Linked DNA regions of Mus musculus: all the other regions are linked to region 2. Evidence: chromatin contacts called from public promoter capture Hi-C data. All regions are on one chromosome and are shown on one strand. Each heading gives the region's core, a stretch centred on a gene start, on an enhancer-like site or on the middle of the called end of the contact. The rest is flanking DNA. Distances are from core to core; before and after follow the strand shown.

Evidence for each region. Promoter capture Hi-C pulls out the DNA fragments that hold promoters and counts their contacts.
Region 1: a promoter capture Hi-C map of pre-B cells shows a contact between it and region 2, with 2.6 times the contacts expected there. The contact joins the promoter of Scn2b here to the promoter of Tmem25 in region 2. A contact is called at or near these places in 6 of 39 promoter capture datasets (the 3T3-L1 cell line, embryonic stem cells, hippocampal neurons and 2 more), 1 of 115 datasets of contacts at active chromatin or transcription factors (bone marrow-derived macrophages) and 1 of 9 other capture datasets (embryonic stem cells).
Region 3: a contact with region 2 is called in a promoter capture Hi-C map of neural stem cells. The contact joins the promoter of Hinfp here to the promoter of Tmem25 in region 2. A contact is called at or near these places in 3 of 39 promoter capture datasets (cranial neural crest, liver and neural stem cells) and 1 of 9 other capture datasets (liver).

The regions. Positions count from the first base shown.
Region 1 is chr9:45,116,379-45,119,241 of GRCm38.p6, reverse strand. It overlaps Scn2b (sodium channel, voltage-gated, type II, beta), which reads right to left and starts at 1,366. Exons shown (of 4, transcript NM_001014761.2): 1 at 1,149-1,366. The coding sequence starts at 1,218. All of the region lies in intron 1 of Gm10684 (predicted gene 10684), which reads left to right.
Region 2 is chr9:44,797,799-44,800,649 of GRCm38.p6, reverse strand. It overlaps Tmem25 (transmembrane protein 25), which reads left to right and starts at 1,403. Exons shown (of 8, transcript NM_001357385.1): 1 at 1,403-1,986; 2 at 2,218-2,529. The coding sequence starts at 1,917. It overlaps Ttc36 (tetratricopeptide repeat domain 36), which reads left to right. Exons shown (of 3, transcript NM_138951.1): 3 at 917-1,250. The coding sequence ends at 1,179.
Region 3 is chr9:44,304,187-44,306,981 of GRCm38.p6, reverse strand. It overlaps Hinfp (histone H4 transcription factor), which reads left to right and starts at 1,311. Exons shown (of 10, transcript NM_172162.3): 1 at 1,311-1,366.

The DNA of each region.
Region 1 (2,863 bases), core at 117-2,616, 320 kb before region 2:
GAGAGACAACAGAGAGACAGACAGATTGAGAGAGCTTATAGTGGGACCTAATCTCACCTAAGATCCTTAAACTTGACCCTCAGGCACTACAGAGAGAATTTTAAGAGTGAGAGTAAAACTGTCCACAAGGCAGGTTTAGAGCCCAGCATGGTGGCACTTGTCTGTAATCCCATCACCCAGGAAGAGAAAGAGACAGGAGAATCACTGAAAGTTCGAGATCAGCCAAGACTACAAAGTGAGACCTTATGGGTTGTGGGGTGGGGTAGAGTCGGGAAGCAGGCCTACAAATAGCCTCCTAACATACCTGCCTAGTACGAGGTCTCTAGGTGTTCAGCTATGAAATTGGCTTTGGGACCTTACGACAGGGTGGTCTGCAAGGTTGGGCTGGACCACGGAGACTGGTTTTAAAGGAACTCTCCCTAGGTTCCACTTACAGTTTGCTCCTTTTCCCAGGATCCTGGGCACCTGACCTCATCCATTCCATCTGGTTCACACCAGGGGTGCCTGCCTCGGTAGCAGCTACTCTGGTGCCTCTCCTGCCAACCCGGAGCTGGTCCTTAAGCCTGATACCCACCTCCTCCCACACGCATCCCAACAAATTGGTGGGATAGGCTCAACTCTCTGCCCCCAACTCTCGAGAACGCGATCTCCTTTAAATCCACCAGATCCCAGGGAACGGGCTCACAAATGAGACTTTTAAAGAAGCCAGCAACTCCTATGAGATCTCTTGGGAAGTAACTGAAAATGAAAACATGATGATGATGGTGGTGGTGGTGGTGGTGGTGGTGGTGGTGGTGGTGGTGGTGGTGGTGAAGAGAAAAATCCCTGAAGAGACCGCAGAGCAGCCTAGCTCTGCCCCACCCCCACATGGGTCCACTTCAGGGAAATCTACAGGATGAACCACCTCTTGATAAATTTGACCATTTTCATCCCCGAGCAACACTCACCCTCTAGTCAACATTTCTGGGAAGGAGAAGCCCAGCATCCGGCAGTCCCAGCTGTCCCAGATCCCCAGCACGCCCCTTCCCAAGGACACAGAGGGAAGCGGCTCACACTCCTTCCCTCTTGCCCCCTCCCCCGCCCCCTCCTCTTTCCGCTGCAGCTGCACTTCTGACCCTTAGGAGCATGCAGATGTGGTTCTAACTTACCCAAAGAGAAAAACAGACTGAGCCCCGTGAGACTGAAGGCAGGGCGAGGTAGCCAGGCATCCCTGTGCATTTTCAGAGACTGTGACGTTAGGCGGGTGGGCTGTGGGAAAGGGTGATTGAGGGACCAAGGACCACAAGGTAGGAATGGTTAAATGCTAAAAAAGAAAATGCACGGATGTACTTCAAAGACATATGCAACATTGAGGAAGCTTTATTTCCATCTCTCTAATATGGCCGACTTGTATGTGGCTGCTAAAAAGAGAGGGGGGTGGTGTATAAGGGAAAGGAAGAAAAAAAAGGGGATGGAGTAAATATTGTGGTTGGTGGATTTCAGAAAGCAGGTGGGAGGGCATAAAAAAGATATTCCTGGAAGAAATTAAGTTGCCAGAAAATTTAGCCTCTAAACTCAGAGCTCAATCAAATTTTGCCTTCCTACTGCATTTGAAATGATTTTTAGACTTTGAAAATTGTTAGAGAATTCTAGGTGAGGTGGCACGTGCCTGCAATCCTAGCACTAGGGAAACAGAGACAGGACTGCCTTGAACTCATAGCAGTCCAAAGCTAGCCTAGGCTCCAAAGCAAGACCCTTGCAAGAGAGGGGAGGAAGGAGGGGAGAGAAGGAGAGAGGGAGGGAAGGAGGGAGAGAAAGAAAAAAGGAAAAAGAGAAAGACTGTTAGAGCCATCTGTTTTTATCAAAGGGCTGTAAGGAAGTCCTTTTTATCATATGAATACGCCCCAAAGGCCTGTGAGTTGATTCCCTGGGGAAAGTGCTTGTGGCCACTGCCAAGCATGATGACCTGAGTTTGATCCCCGGGAACACACCTGGTCACCCAGCAGAAGGAGAGAACTGATCCCTGCAAGTTATGGTCTAACCTCAACACATTAGTGGCACCTGTATACTCATGCTACATGCTCTCTCTCTGTCTCTCTGTTTGTCTGTCTGTCTCTCTCTGTCTCTCCCCAACACACACACACACACACACACACACACACACGGGGAGGGGCAAGAGAATAGATAGATCATACATACGTACGTACGTACATACGTACGTACATAGATGTAAACACCCAGGAAAGAGTTGCCTTTTGTTGTTTGGGTTCAGCGAAGTGGGCAGGAGGCTCTTGGAAAGTAATGACTTCCTCATTGCTCTAGCATTTCCGCAGAATACAGAACTTGTCAGAGAAGGCTGATGCACAAATGCCTAAGAGACTTTTACAAGAGAATAGAGCATGGACCTCTGAGGGACCCGGATTCAAACAAATCAACAAGGAAAGGAACAGGTTTTGAGACAAGGGGAGCAGGGAGCGAATGTAAACTGGACGTTGATTATGTCAACAAATAACGTCTAATGCTGCCGGGTATCATAAAGATAGTGTCTGTGTTTTTAACACCCGTGGGTAATGTAGCTGATGGTCCCAGATGATTGGTGGTGCCTGGGGCACACTTCCCTTGGCTTTGGTGTATGTTTGAAACTTGTTATTTCGAAGGAGGGGAGAATACAGGTTGTCACAAGTAGAAGTTAGGAGAGAAGTGGCCCTAAGCAAAGAGGAGAACAGAGCCAAGCGTATCACAGGTCCTTAAACAGCAATCATTTATTTAGCTGTGCACATTTATCTGTCCACAGTGAGGAATCACAATTTGATCTTAACGTTAGGTCCAATGTACAGGTGATAGATCAGAGCCAGGATTCAAACCCAGCTCTTTGGAAGAGGCT
Region 2 (2,851 bases), core at 154-2,653:
AGGAGGCTTGTCTGCCATAGGTTGTTGTTGACAACCTACAGATGGAAAGCCTGGAGATGCAGAGGTAACTCCACTTGTAGAGGCTTGGATTCCTGCAGACTAGCTGTGAAGAGGGAAACTGAGCTGGTCCCAGAGCTGCTCAGTCTGCAGTCCCAACCTGGACCTCTGAGGGAAACTCAGCCTTTCTCCACGATGGTGCTGAGCAATGCAAGGGCCCTGGCAGCCTCTTTAGGAAACTGGAGACTATGAATAGAGGCAGGGTCCAAAGAAAGCAGCCCGTGGACCTAACAGAAACCCTAAGCTGGCTGCCTGAGGTTCCGGGATGAGTTCTGAAACTCAATCCAAGTACGTTCCTCTGAGAATCACGAAAATAAAACAGTGCAGCCAGCTCTGGCTCCACGACCTTCTTCCAATGAAATAAGATACAGAGTAATGAAGACCGTGGAGATAATGAAGGAGAAAAATGGGGAACGTGCCGCTTTCGTAGTCTGCATTGGAAAAGAGGAAACAGTTCTGTTAGCTAATGAGATTTCTTGAACTCTAGGGTTCAAAGTGGGCCACCAAACACACAGTAGGTGCTAGGCTCCACTTGTGTGAACTACGACTATTTGATAATTGATGGATTCACTAACACAGTGGCCAGATCCTCTAGAAAACATTCACGTTTGGGTGCATTAATGTTAGGACATACCAGGAACAAGGCCAAGGAGAGCCTTGGACTTTGATCTCAGCTCTGCCCGTGGGCGGCCCACAAGCCAATTGTAGCAACCCTTCATCTCGGGTTAGAAATAATCCCTCGTGGTTCAAAAGTCTGCTGCACGAAGGAGGGGATGGGCTGCTCTGCTCGGCAGGTGGGCGGGGGCTCGGTTGCCCACACCCGGCTGACCTGCGCCGCCCTCTCCCTGTCCGCCCGCAGGCGCCCTGGAGGACTTGGAGCGCGCGGTGACATTGAGCGGCGGCCGGGGTCGCGCCGCCCGCCAGAGCTTCGTGCAGAGCGGGCTACTGGCGAGATTTCAGGGCCGGGACGACGACGCCCGCAGGGACTTCGAGAAGGCTGCGCGACTGGGCAGCCCGTTCGCACGGCGCCAGCTAGTGCTGCTCAACCCGTACGCCGCGCTGTGCAACCGCATGCTGGCCGACATGATGGGGCAGCTGCGCGCGCCCAGCAACGGGCGCTGAGCGTGGCCGGCCGAATGATGGAGAGGGGGACCCTGACCCAACCAGGACCCAATAAAACTTCCGGGACTCTCGGACTGCGTCTGCTCTGTGTCCGCCTGCTTACTAACCAGCCTCACGGTGGAGGCCTTGGCGGGGGTAGGGAGGAGGCGGGACAGGGCGGGGCTGGAACGGCCACCTGCCCTTGCTCGGGCAGCGATTGGTCCTGCCTGGCGCGGGCCCCGCCCTTGCAGCGGACTGCGGTGCTCAGCCTTCTTGAGCAATTGCTGGGGCTCACTCTGGGAGGGAGCCAGGTGAGCTGACCCGAAAGCAGGATGCTCCAGCGACCCTCGGATCCGCGACGCTCTCTTGCTAGGCCCAAGTCCACCTGAGCAGCCGAGATTGGAAAAGCGGTGCATGGCGAGATATGGGAGGGAGAGCCAAGGCCAGCGAGGAGTGAACCGGGTCAAGAGAAGGACGATCGTTTGGGGGGGAAGGGGAAGGGCGCCTGTGCATGTCTGTCTGTCTGTCTGTCTGTCTGTGGTCATCTACTGTCAGTGCTGGCCTCTATGCCCGCACAGAGACGAAGTGTTGCCATAGGGTCTCTTCCTTTGGGTCTTGCTGATTGTGTCTATTTGTGCCGGTGTCTTGGCCACTGTGGGCCAGTCTACATCAGTGCATGGTAAATTATTGCAGGAATTGTTAGGCCTACATGGCTGGTACTCTTCTCTCAGCAGCCTGGAGGCCGGTCCCTGATCACCATGGAATTGCCTCTAAGCCAAGCTACCCTCCGGCACACACTGCTGCTCCTTCCTGCCCTCTTAAGTTCAGGTATACCCCAGTTCATCCTTTGGCCAAACCCTCCTTGCTTGCATCTCCTCTCACGATACCCACTCCAGTCTCCAGGGCTGGGTTCCCCTATCCCTACTTCCCTACCATAAGTCTATGCAGATCCTGGTCAGAGAAACCAGCTGCCCTGTCTCTTGGCCTGCTGCCTCTCTGTAACTGAACCTCACTGTGGTCTCTCCAAGTGCCTCCCAGCGGCTGCCTGCTGTGTTCCAGGTCAAGGGGAGCTGGCGCCGCAAATTGATGGTCAGACCTGGGCTGAGAGAGCGCTTAGGGAGAATGAGCACCATGCCTTCACCTGTCGGGTTGCAGGAGGTTCTGCCACTCCCCGATTAGCCTGGTACCTGGATGGACAGCTACAGGAGGCCACCACCTCCCGACTGCTGAGTGTGGGTGGGGACGCCTTCTCTGGAGGAACCAGCACTTTCACTGTTACTGCCCAGCGCTCCCAACATGAGCTTAACTGCTCCCTGCAGGACCCAGGGAGTGGCCGGCCAGCCAATGCCTCTGTCATCCTCAATGTGCAATGTAAGTATCCCTGAGACAGTCTTACTACATTGCCTAGGCTGGACTCAAACTTGCCAATCCCCTGCCTCGGCCTCTAGAGTGCTGAGATTACTCATACGCATGACACATTTAGCTTTAACAGGACATTCATAAACACGATATGAGAGAATTTCTATTTTCATCCCTATTTTACAAATGAGAAATTGAGGCACAAGTTAAGCAGCTGCCCAACATTTTGAGATTTAATTGCCCAACAATTAAGAAGTAGGTCCAGGATGCAAATTTAGACCTTTGTCTGGCTCTCTACTCTTTTTATTTTTATGCTTTGAGACTTTTTCCAGGG
Region 3 (2,795 bases), core at 62-2,561, 490 kb after region 2:
ACGAAGAAATAGGCGCAACTGGTCTTTCTCACTGGGTAGTGTAGACTGCACAGTAGTAAGCACAAATACAATATATCATAATAAGAAGAGTCAATTCTCAGGCAAAGGACCGTCTCCATTGAAAACACAAGAATGGCTAGTTACGTAATGGGAAGTGGGAAGGGGAGACTTTCAGGGGAAAACAAGTGGACACATGGGAAGTAAAAGGAGGCACAGTGTGGTGGGGAAACTGAAATTTGTGTCTGAGGTGCAGGAAATGAGGTCCAAGACGCAAGATAGGATTTGAGGTAGGCAGCACCCAGATGCTGGCGTTTGGAAATTCTCCATTTGGTTTGGGGCCATTGTACTGAAGGCAACAGAACGCCTTTGAATATTTTACACAGAATTCTGACTTGATCGAGTCTGGTTTTGTTAAAGATCACTTTGCTGGGCTCTGTGAAGGATGTCTTGTAGAGAAATTAAGCACTGGGGCATGTTAAATGAGTGTGGAGTTCTGGAATGGGTGTCATTCGTCGAACAGAATGGAAGTGAAGATAGAGGAATATGGATGATCACGTGTTAAAGAAAGTAGACTTCGGCCGGGCGTGGTGGTGCACGCCTTTAATCCCAGCACTTGGGAGGCAGAGGCAGGCAGATTTCTGAGTTCCAGGACAGCCAGGGCTACACAGAGAAACCCTGTCTCGAAAAAACCAAAAAAAAAAAAAAAAAAAGAAAAAAGAAAAAAAAAAAAAGTAGACTCCGGGGCTGGTGTGTGTGTGTCTGTTGGTAGAGCATTTGTCTAGCAAGCAGAAACCCTTGAATGAATCCCCCAGTATCCCTTAAACTTGGTGAGGTGGCGCACTTAGGCAGGTGGGTCTCTGTGAGTCCAAGGTCAACCTGGGGTACGGTACATAAAACAGAGAAGACTTAAGAAAATCAAAGATGAAGGTGGTGCCCCAGTGTAGGCGAACTACCTAGACAACTAACCGAACTACAAACACCGTGAGGAAGATGACAGACAAGGCCGGCCAAACTAGGCGCATGCCCAGTGGGTGGTCGGCGCGAGTTTGCGCAGTAGTGGGAATTCAAGCCTCAAAGCTTCCCGCCTGCGCACAGTCGGGAGCAGGCCCAACCCACTTTTGAAGGTGACGCGAACTTCAGCCACATCCGGTCGTCCCTCACTCTCCCCCTTGGGACTCGGAGCCCTCTCCGGGACGATTCCCGCCTCTTCCGTGTTTTGGTGCGCACGGGCTCTGACAGACGCAGCGGCCATTGGCTGTCGGTCGACTCGAGAGCGGCGATTGGCTGTCGCTGGTCGTCGCTCAAACGCCTCGGGGTAGATGGTGTGAGGTGGGTGGGGCGCTGGGCAAACCAGCGGCGCTGGCAGGTGAGTGGAGGCTTGCGGCTCCCGTACCTTGGCGGCTAAAGCGGCTCTCTCCGGAGCCTGCGGAAGGCCGGGCTTCCTGGAGCCGCTCGGTGTGGCGTCCGTGCCGGCCCTTAGCCTCCGCGCCCTCGGGCTAGGGGGTCTCTGCGGCTGGACTCCCTCGGCACCACGCTTGACGCCGGGGATCCCGGGAAGCTCTCCCGGATGGGCTACTTCCTCTGAGTTCTAGCTACCTATCCTCCGGCCTCAGCGCCCAGGCGAGGCTGCCCACCGGCCTTTTCGTGTCCCGATCTCCCTGGTCCTGCGCCTTGGATTGGTTGCGGGGTTCAGCCGTCAGATCCTGGTCTGTGAGTCCTTGTTTAGGACCTGGGCCTTTCTTCTGGATTGTGGCTCAGAGTTCATTGGTGCCTGGCGATAGAGTATATACTCTCCTGATAATTGTTGATGGGATGGTTTTGTACTTTGACTAGTGATGAAATGTCAGGTAAGGATCCTGGGGGGGTTGGATGCTTCTCCATCCCCTAATTAACACTCAGAAACAAGGCTAGATGTAGCAAACCCTTAGTGAGCCTCAGTAGTGCATTAGGCCCATATGGCTTAAGTAATTTAAGATCACAAAACTAAGGAGTTTCGTTTTATTTTCCTTCTCCATCCTTCTGACTTCCTCTTCAGACAGATACACCCTTAGACATAATGTGATGTCCGTGGTGGCTTTCTTTTTTGTGAGACCATCTTAACTTTGTGGCTCTGGCTGTCCTGAAATTCTCAAGAGATCCTGTCTCAAAGACTGGCAACGCCACCCTGTTCCCCACCACTTGATTAGTGGTGTGAGCATATGTGAGTGAATGGTGGTGGTGGGGTTCCTGGGGTCATATTCAGGTTGTCAGGCTAGTGTGACAAGAGCTGCTTTCCCCCACTGAGCCATCTCACTTCTGCAGAATTGTCCCTTTAATGTCCCTCCTAGAAATTTTGCATCAACCTTTCACTTTGTTCTCGTTCTTTTAAACTACATACTTATTATATACTTTTGTTTTGTTTTGTTTTTAGAGACAGGGTTTGTCTGTGTAGCCCTGGCTGTCCTGGAACTCACTTTGTAGACCAGGCTAGCCTTAAACTCAGAAATCCGCCTGCCTCTGCCTCCCGAGTGCTGGGATTAAAGGCGTGCACCACCACGCCCAGCTTATTATATTCTTAAAAATGTTTAGTAAAGTATAGACACTGGAGTGTAAACAGGGCTCCTTCAGTCAAATGGAATCTACATTTTAACGTTAAAGGAGTAGTGGGATCTAGTATTGTGTGGGCAAAGCAAAGACAAATTATGGTATTGAATGCCTGACGGAAAATTTAACGTAATCCAGTAAGGAGTAGAATGCTTCAGGGTCATGTAGGCTATATGAAATAAGAATATGAACTTTGGGCTCAGCTTCAGCTT